Linked DNA regions of Sus scrofa: region 2 is linked to region 1. A link is a contact called in public HiChIP or PLAC-seq data. All regions are on one chromosome and are shown on one strand. Each heading gives the region's core, a stretch centred on a gene start, on an enhancer-like site or on the middle of the called end of the contact. The rest is flanking DNA. Distances are from core to core; before and after follow the strand shown. Region 1 has its middle 48 kb from the start of RNF24. Region 2 overlaps PANK2 (pantothenate kinase 2, mitochondrial).

Region 1 (3,636 bases), core at 538-3,037:
TCTTCATGCCAGTTGGGAGTTATTGACTAATTAATTGTCTTTCCTACTGGAGGAAAGCACAGGGATTATTCATGTTGAGATTTCCTTTGGATTCCAGCACCTGAGAAGGTGGCTGGTCCAGAGAAGATGAATGCAATGACTCTCTGACAAATACAGTTGAACAGAACCATAGAAACTAAAGAAGGAGAGAGCTTTGAAAAGAGCAGTTTTTTGTTTATATGTCACACTGGCAAATATCAGATAGTTTGTTAACATGTGGCATTGATAGAATGAAGAAAATAGGGCCTCTCTGTTGTCAGCACAACCTCTCTGGGGAGATCAATTTGACAATATTCACCAAAATTACAAATGCAGATATCCTTTGGCCCTACATTTCCACTCTCAAACCTTTATTTTCCAAATAGATTCACACCTAGGGCACTAAGGTAGTCATTGCATCACTGTCAGCAAGAGCAAAAGATTGCACAAAATCAAGTGTCCATCAAAGCACATTTGCCCAGGCAGCTATGATGTATAATGAAACTGTGTGACTTTATTTTATTTTTGTCTTTTTATCTTTTTAGGGCTGCACCTATGGCATATGGAGGTTTCCAGGCTAGGGGTTGAATCAGAGCTGCAGCCACCGGCCTACACCAGAGCCACAACAACACCAGATCCGAGCCGTGTCTGTGAGCTACACCACAGCTCGTGGCAACACGGGATCAACCCACTGAGGGAGGCTGGGGATCAAACCGGCAACCTCATGGTTCCTAGTTGGAGTCATTTCTGCTTCACCACGATGGGAACTCCCAAAACTGTGTGACTTTAGAGAAAGAAAGAAGGAACTGGAGTGATGTCCAAAGTATTTGTTAAGTGAAAAAAGCAAAATTCAAAACAGTATGTATCAAGTAATATCCAAAACAGGGCAAGGAGAGAGAAGAGAATCTTGAATATTCATAAAATGTGTCTGGAAGGACATACACGAAAACCAACACCAGTTGGTCATGGGAAAGGATCACTGGGTTCTTAGGGACAGAAGTAGGAGATTTTTCACTGTCCACACTTTGATGCTTTTGGAACTTAAAAAACAAACCCAGAAAATATCAGGAAAACCTGCAGAAAAAAAGAAAAGTGTCCAAAGTTTAGATATTGCTTTTTTTGGTTTTTCTGTTTTTGTCTTTTTCAGGCTGTGCCCATGATATGATATATGTAAGTTCCCAGGCTAGGGGTCGAATTGGAGATGCAGCTGCCAGCCGACACCACAGCCACAGCAACACAGGATGAGAGTCGTGTCTGTGACCTACACCGCAGTTCATGGCAATGCCAGATTCTTAACCCACTGAGCGAGGCCAGGAATCAAACCTGTATCCTCATGGATACTAGTCGGGTTGATTACCGCTGAGTCACGATGGGAACTCTGAAAATTTAGATATGTTTTAGATGTCCAGTCTAGACCTTTGCTACTCAAAATATGATCTACAGACTGGCAGCTCTGGGATCACCTGAGACCTAGCTAGTAATGCAAAACCCCAGGCCTCTCCCCACTCAGATTAAATCAGAATCTGCATTTGAACAGGAACCCTAAAGAATTTAAACACACTCTTCACTCTGATACACACTTGTCCAGGCAACCAGAGAACTCACTCCTAGGGGCACCACCTGGGTTGATAGCAGAGTCTGCTGCTAATAAAAGAGCTGCTGCCTTTTCCCCCCAACAGGGGCTCCATGCTGGTGAGACACCAGGGCCCAGGCTGTTCCCAGTAGGAAGGAGGATTTAAGCAGCTCCTCCCAGGCTTGGGCTGGCCCTGAGCCCAGTGCCCTGGCGGCTCCCCAGCCAAGGAAACAGCTCCCTTCCTCCTCCAAGAGCCACTGGGACCGCTCGAAACGGAAACATTTGAGAGTTTTCCACTCCCCCTGTTATAAGCTCTTTCCAACATGAATAAAGATGCATCTGTCTGGCTCAAGTTTATTTATAACTGGTATTTATTTATCCATTCCCAGTGCCTCCAGGTACCTGGTACCCTGACCTCGTGGTGGAAGGGAGGCAGGGGAGAGGACAGCACCGGGCAGGCCCCGTTGGAGAAGGAAGGAGAAGGAAAAGCCAGGAGGTTGGCTAATGCCTCTGCATCCTTGATCTACCTGGAACTGCTCCAGGCCACATCTGGAGGCCACATCTGGAAGCAACAATGCCACTGGACTTCTCAGAGTGGCAGGCATAAAAAGGGAGAAAGGAGGGGGAGCTGTACTAAGCTTGGTCCAGACCACCCAGGAGTTGGCCTTTGGAGGACGATGCAGGGAGACTCACTTCTTCCACCACGTGGCCACTACCCTGACCCCCAACTCTCTGAGCTCAACATCTTAGGGAACACAGAGCCACTAGGTATGAATGCACCACACAGAGGCTGTCCCAAGGCTTCCCCAACCCCAAGTTGTAGGGACTCTGGACAGGCCACCACCCTCTCTCTCTGGATCTTTCTTCTGTTTTTTGTTTCTTGTATTTTTGTTTTTTGCTTTTTAGGGCTGCACCTGTGGCATATGGAAGTTCCCATGCTAGGGGTCCAATCAGAGCTGTAGCTGCCAGTCTACACCACAGCAACAGCAACTTGGAATCCCAGCCATGTCTGCGACATACACCACAGCTCACAGCAATGCTGGATCCTTAATCCACTGAGCATGGCCAGGGATCGAACCCACATCCTCATGGATCCTAGTCAGGTTCATTAACCCCTGAGCCACAAAGGGAACTCCTTTTTTGTTTTGTTTTGTTTTTTGTCTAGATCTTTCTTTTCCTGCCACCTCAGCAGCCCTGAGCAGCCCTGACAGCAGTCCTTTCCCTCAAACCCTGAGTCCTCCTCCTCCCCCTTCATGCTCCCCCCTAGGCCTCTCCTGGCCACCATCCCTAGGTGACTAATGTCTCTTAAATTAAAAAACAAAACGAAGCCATAAAACCACTAGTCAGTGTTTACCCCAGAAGAGTTTACAAAATGCTTCCACATACTATGGCTCTCAGTTTATCACCTAACAGCCCAACAAGGTTAGAGCTCCTCTCCCTACCCTACTGAGGGGAACACCAAGCCCAGGAAATGTTAGAGGCCCTGAAAGATCTCCCAGCCTACAGGCAGCAGAAGACTCAGGACTCAATGCGCACCTAAGCTGCCATCTCCCCAGGCCTCCAAGGCCCTTCCAGGGTAGGGCTCCAAAGCAGATGGCTCTTTCACCAGCAGTCACCTGCTGACATCCTAACTCTGTGGATGGTTTTGTCCCTTGCCTGGCCCGTCAGGCCCCCAATTCAGTTCCCACTCCATTTCCTCTATTCTCCCCCATCCAGATCTACCCCATCTTAGAGTCTGGGCAAACGCCCTATCCTTCTCTTCCCAGTCACTATTGTGATTGTTTCCCAGCCCGCCTTCCTGTCCCCAGGGCTCTTCTCTTGCTGTTTCATGTTCTGCCAACTCCCCTCAAACCCTCTGTGATAAATTAATTATAAACATGGCCACAATTATTCCTCGTCCCATAGCCACACCCTTTGCAATGTGACTTTGTATCTCTTGTCATCTTTGTATTTCCTCACCCCTTGAATCCAGGTTGGCCTTGTGAATTGCTTTGGCCAATAGAACACAGAAGTGACAAAGTGACAATTCTTTTCCTTTCTTTTCT
Region 2 (3,636 bases), core at 471-2,970, 150 kb after region 1:
AAGTAGCTTCCTTACATTTAGCGACTTCAATGGGACACAAAGTCACAGGCGGTAGAACACAGAACAGGTCTCCTCTGAAGCAGCTCCACTGAGTGATGCTGAATTTTAAACTAACACAGCACGTTGAACAAAGCTACAGTGAAGAGCAATTAAATACAATGAATCCTCGCCAACATGGACATGGTCCACTTTTTTTTTAATATATATCTTTCCTTACTGGTTATTAGTTTAGACTGAATTTTTAAGGATTTATCTTGATGACTTAGAAAAATACACTCGTCCTTTCTCGCTCTGATTCAGGTAGCACACAATCATAAAACTGAATGAGTCTCTTAAAAAAAAACAAGTCCACAGATCCCATTGTGGAAAGTTCCAGGAACCTCTCCCCAGGTATCAGGGTATCTTCAACAGCTCAAGAAGGGCTCCAACAGCTCCAAAATAACCCTGAAAAAAAAAAAAAGAAAGAAAAGAAAAATAAGAGCAATTCTCCTTAGATTTATTTAAATTACTATCAATATGATTAAAGCCAACACAGCCCTTAACTCCTGACACCAGTTTCCTGAGGCCCACTTTGCTAAGCTCAAGGCCAGCCTGGAGCAGAGAAGCTCTGAGGAGTGCCCAGGCCCGGGAGGACCCTGTCGCGTCAGACCAGAACCCACAGTGGGGGCCCCACAAGCTACGAGGCCCGCAGGGGCCCCGTCTGTAAGAGACAGGGCCTGCGCTGTGTTCTGGGTGAGAAGCAGCAGGGACCTGGAGCATTTGCAGTAAACTCCAGAACCAAGGAAGATGAGATGAAGTGTAAGGAAGCAGGAGAAGTGGGGGCAGCTCATGGAGGGTGAGGGCGTGGCTGGGCTGCAGGTGGAAAGGGGAGCAGGAAGCGGGTAGGATGAATTCAAGACTCATGTAAAGAAGGGAATGAAGGTGGCAGGGAGGCTGAGGCCCCTCCCACACACCCGCTGACACCACCCCTGAGAACAAGGACACATGAGCGAGAGATGCAGAAAGCCACAAAGGGGGCTCCACAGAGCACGGGCAAGGCTGGGGTGGCCGGGCAGCCACGCAGCCACACCCAGGGAGTCACCGGGTGGCTGGAGCTGGGCAGCGCTCAGGGCAGCAGAGGACAAGAGCGTCCTAAGGCAGCTTGCAGAGAGCGGGGAAGAACAACAGAAGCACCTGAGGGGAGGGCCGAGGGTGAGACAGAGAAGCAGCAGCTGAAGGAAGACCATGCCGGACCATCTGCTGCAGCAAAAGCAGTCGAGGTCCAGTACAACCAAGACCTGACAACCCAAACTGAAACCAAAACAAGGGTTAAATACAAAAGAACATGAGACAAAACCCATACTGGCAGAAAGAGAATGCCAATAGGAATCAGAATAATCAAACAATGATACAAAATCTTTTTTTTTTTTCCGTAAGTTTTTTTTCCTAGTATAGTTGATTTCAATGACACAAAATCCATCAAGGTCTCCATAGGATGAGATCAGACAGTCAAGTACTTTAAAGAGAAATGACTGAAAAAGGAACACGGGACGATCCTGAAAGACTTGCTTGTGGGTTTGAAGAACGTACGAGAAGTCTCTAAAAGAACAGAAATAACCAAAGCCCAGTCTATTTTACAAGAAAAGCTTCTCCAAATAACATGTGGCCACACAACAGAGGCTGAAGCCTGCTCTTTCCCTCGATTTCCTGGTTTTAAAAACAAGCAGCCACACGGATGTGTTGTGAAAGGAAGTCAGAAACTGCAGGAGGGACGCAGCTGGGTAAGACTTGGCGGCACCCAGAGACCCTCAGTCACAGCCAGAGGACAGAATTCAACAGTTACCTCTACACATTATGTGCTTTTCTATATCTGTGTTCTATTTGAGAACAAAAAAAAAAAAAAAAAGAAGAAGAGACAGAGTTAACCATTATACTGAGTTGCTCTGCAGACCCAGAACCTATTATCTGGTAAAAGACAGGACTGAGAGAGGTTGTTACAAACCAAGACGTGTAAGACGAGAACAGCAGAGAATGAAAGAGAAAGGCCTGAGAAGAATCTATACAAAGCTTTCACGACAACAGTCACACTGACCCCAGTGTGCAGGCAAGAGAATGCTTCATGACTCAGAGAGCCTAAAATAAGCAGGCTTCCACAAGTCCCCGACACCAGAGCCAGGGGCCTAGATGTAAATGCAAATCGGAGACAAACAGAGCCAACAGAGCCAACCAAAGAGGAAAATGAAGTCAGCAGACAGAAAGAGCGAAAACTGAGAAACAAAATTCCCTAAAAGGTTCGTGTCATAGTAATTATTAAGATGTGAAAAAAATCTAAGTTAAAAAAAAAAAAAAGTTAACCTAAGAAACTCACCTCCACATTCTGCCTAGAAACCTCAACAAGAGCTAGAAACTCAGCCAGAGGCAAGTTACACTAAGATATAACATTACACAGGGTCTCCTTTTATTCTAACATTAAGCAAAATAAAACAGGTCAGAGATTACAAAAAACGAGATGTAGATAAAAGGTACAAGAAACAAAAATAATTCAGTACCGATTTACTAACATAATAACATTAAAAGTAAAAACAAAGTTAGATGACAAACTTTGAAGCTTTCTGATATGGGAAATCATGCACTCTGGGTTTTACCTATGAACTTAAGCAACTTAAAAAGGAAAAGCAGGAGTTCCCGTCGTGGCGCAGTGGTTAATGAATCCAACTAGAAACCATGAGGTTGCGGGTTCGGTCCCTGCCCTTGCTCAATGGGTTAACGATCCGGCGTCGCCGTGAGCTGTGGTGTAGGTTGCAGACGCGGCTCGGATCCTGCGTTGCTGTGGCTCTGGCGTAGGCTAGTGGCTACAGCTCTGATTAGACCCCTAGCCTGGGAACCTCCATATGCCGCGGAAGCGGCACAAAGAAATGGCAAAAAGAGAAAAAAAAAAAAAAAAAAAAAGGAAAAACACAGTAACTTTAAAAGAAAAAGCAACCTCTTTATATATCACTTCAAATCCTACTTTGATTTAGGAGTTCCCTTGTGGCACAGCAGGTTAAGGATCCAGCTGCAGTGCAGGTTCAATCCCTAGCCCAGGAACATATACATGCTGTGGAGTGCAGCCAAAAATATATACATATATATGCACATACAATTCTAAAAAATGTTCATAACACTTATCTACAACCCAACAACACGAGTCGGGCTGCCCCACAACCAAGGGGAGGAAGAGGTCCCCTTCCACACCCCTGATGCTACTGTTCCTCAAACTGCAAAACAGAAAGGCAGTTTCAAAACAGGACAACAGGATGAACAATTCGATGATTCTTCCCCACACAGTCTATGCATTAAGTTCTTAATGACAGTGTGGCTCTAATCCTGGAATTCTTTTTTTAGCGATTTTACTGATTTGTTTTTAGAACACACATCTTAACTGACTCATGAATTACCAATACATAAAAACTGACATCAAAAAATGAAAAAAAAGGGAGTTCCCGTTGTGGCGCAGTGGTTAACGAATCCGACTAGGAACCATGAGGTTGCAGGTTTGATCCCTGGCCTCGCTCAGTGGGTTAACGATCCGGCGTTGCCGTGAGCTGTGGTGTAAGTCACAGACGCAGCTCGGATCCCTCGTTGCTGTGGCTCTGGTATAGGCCGGCGGCTACAGCT

Evidence for each region. HiChIP or PLAC-seq counts read pairs in DNA pulled down with a chosen protein or histone mark.
Region 2: a contact with region 1 is called in an H3K27ac HiChIP or PLAC-seq map of skeletal muscle. The contact joins two enhancer-like sites. A contact is called at or near these places in 12 of 47 Hi-C or Micro-C datasets (alveolar macrophages, blood, brain and 6 more) and 1 of 2 datasets of contacts at active chromatin or transcription factors (skeletal muscle).

The regions. Positions count from the first base shown.
Region 1 is chr17:31,655,629-31,659,264 of Sscrofa11.1, forward strand. No RefSeq gene overlaps it. Among named protein-coding and RNA genes, the nearest start is that of RNF24, 48 kb to the right of the region's middle. Within about 2 kb of position 1,788, at least 22 of the 83 cell types and tissues checked have an H3K27ac peak or open chromatin away from gene starts, as enhancers often do. A contact at or near this core is called in skeletal muscle, where this site is marked.
Region 2 is chr17:31,802,516-31,806,151 of Sscrofa11.1, forward strand. PANK2 (pantothenate kinase 2, mitochondrial) reads right to left here. Exons shown (of 7, transcript XM_021078060.1): 7 at 1-444. The coding sequence ends at 394. Among named protein-coding and RNA genes, the nearest start is that of MIR103-2, 4.6 kb to the right of the region's middle. Within about 2 kb of position 1,721, at least 11 of the 83 cell types and tissues checked have an H3K27ac peak or open chromatin away from gene starts, as enhancers often do. A contact at or near this core is called in skeletal muscle, where this site is marked.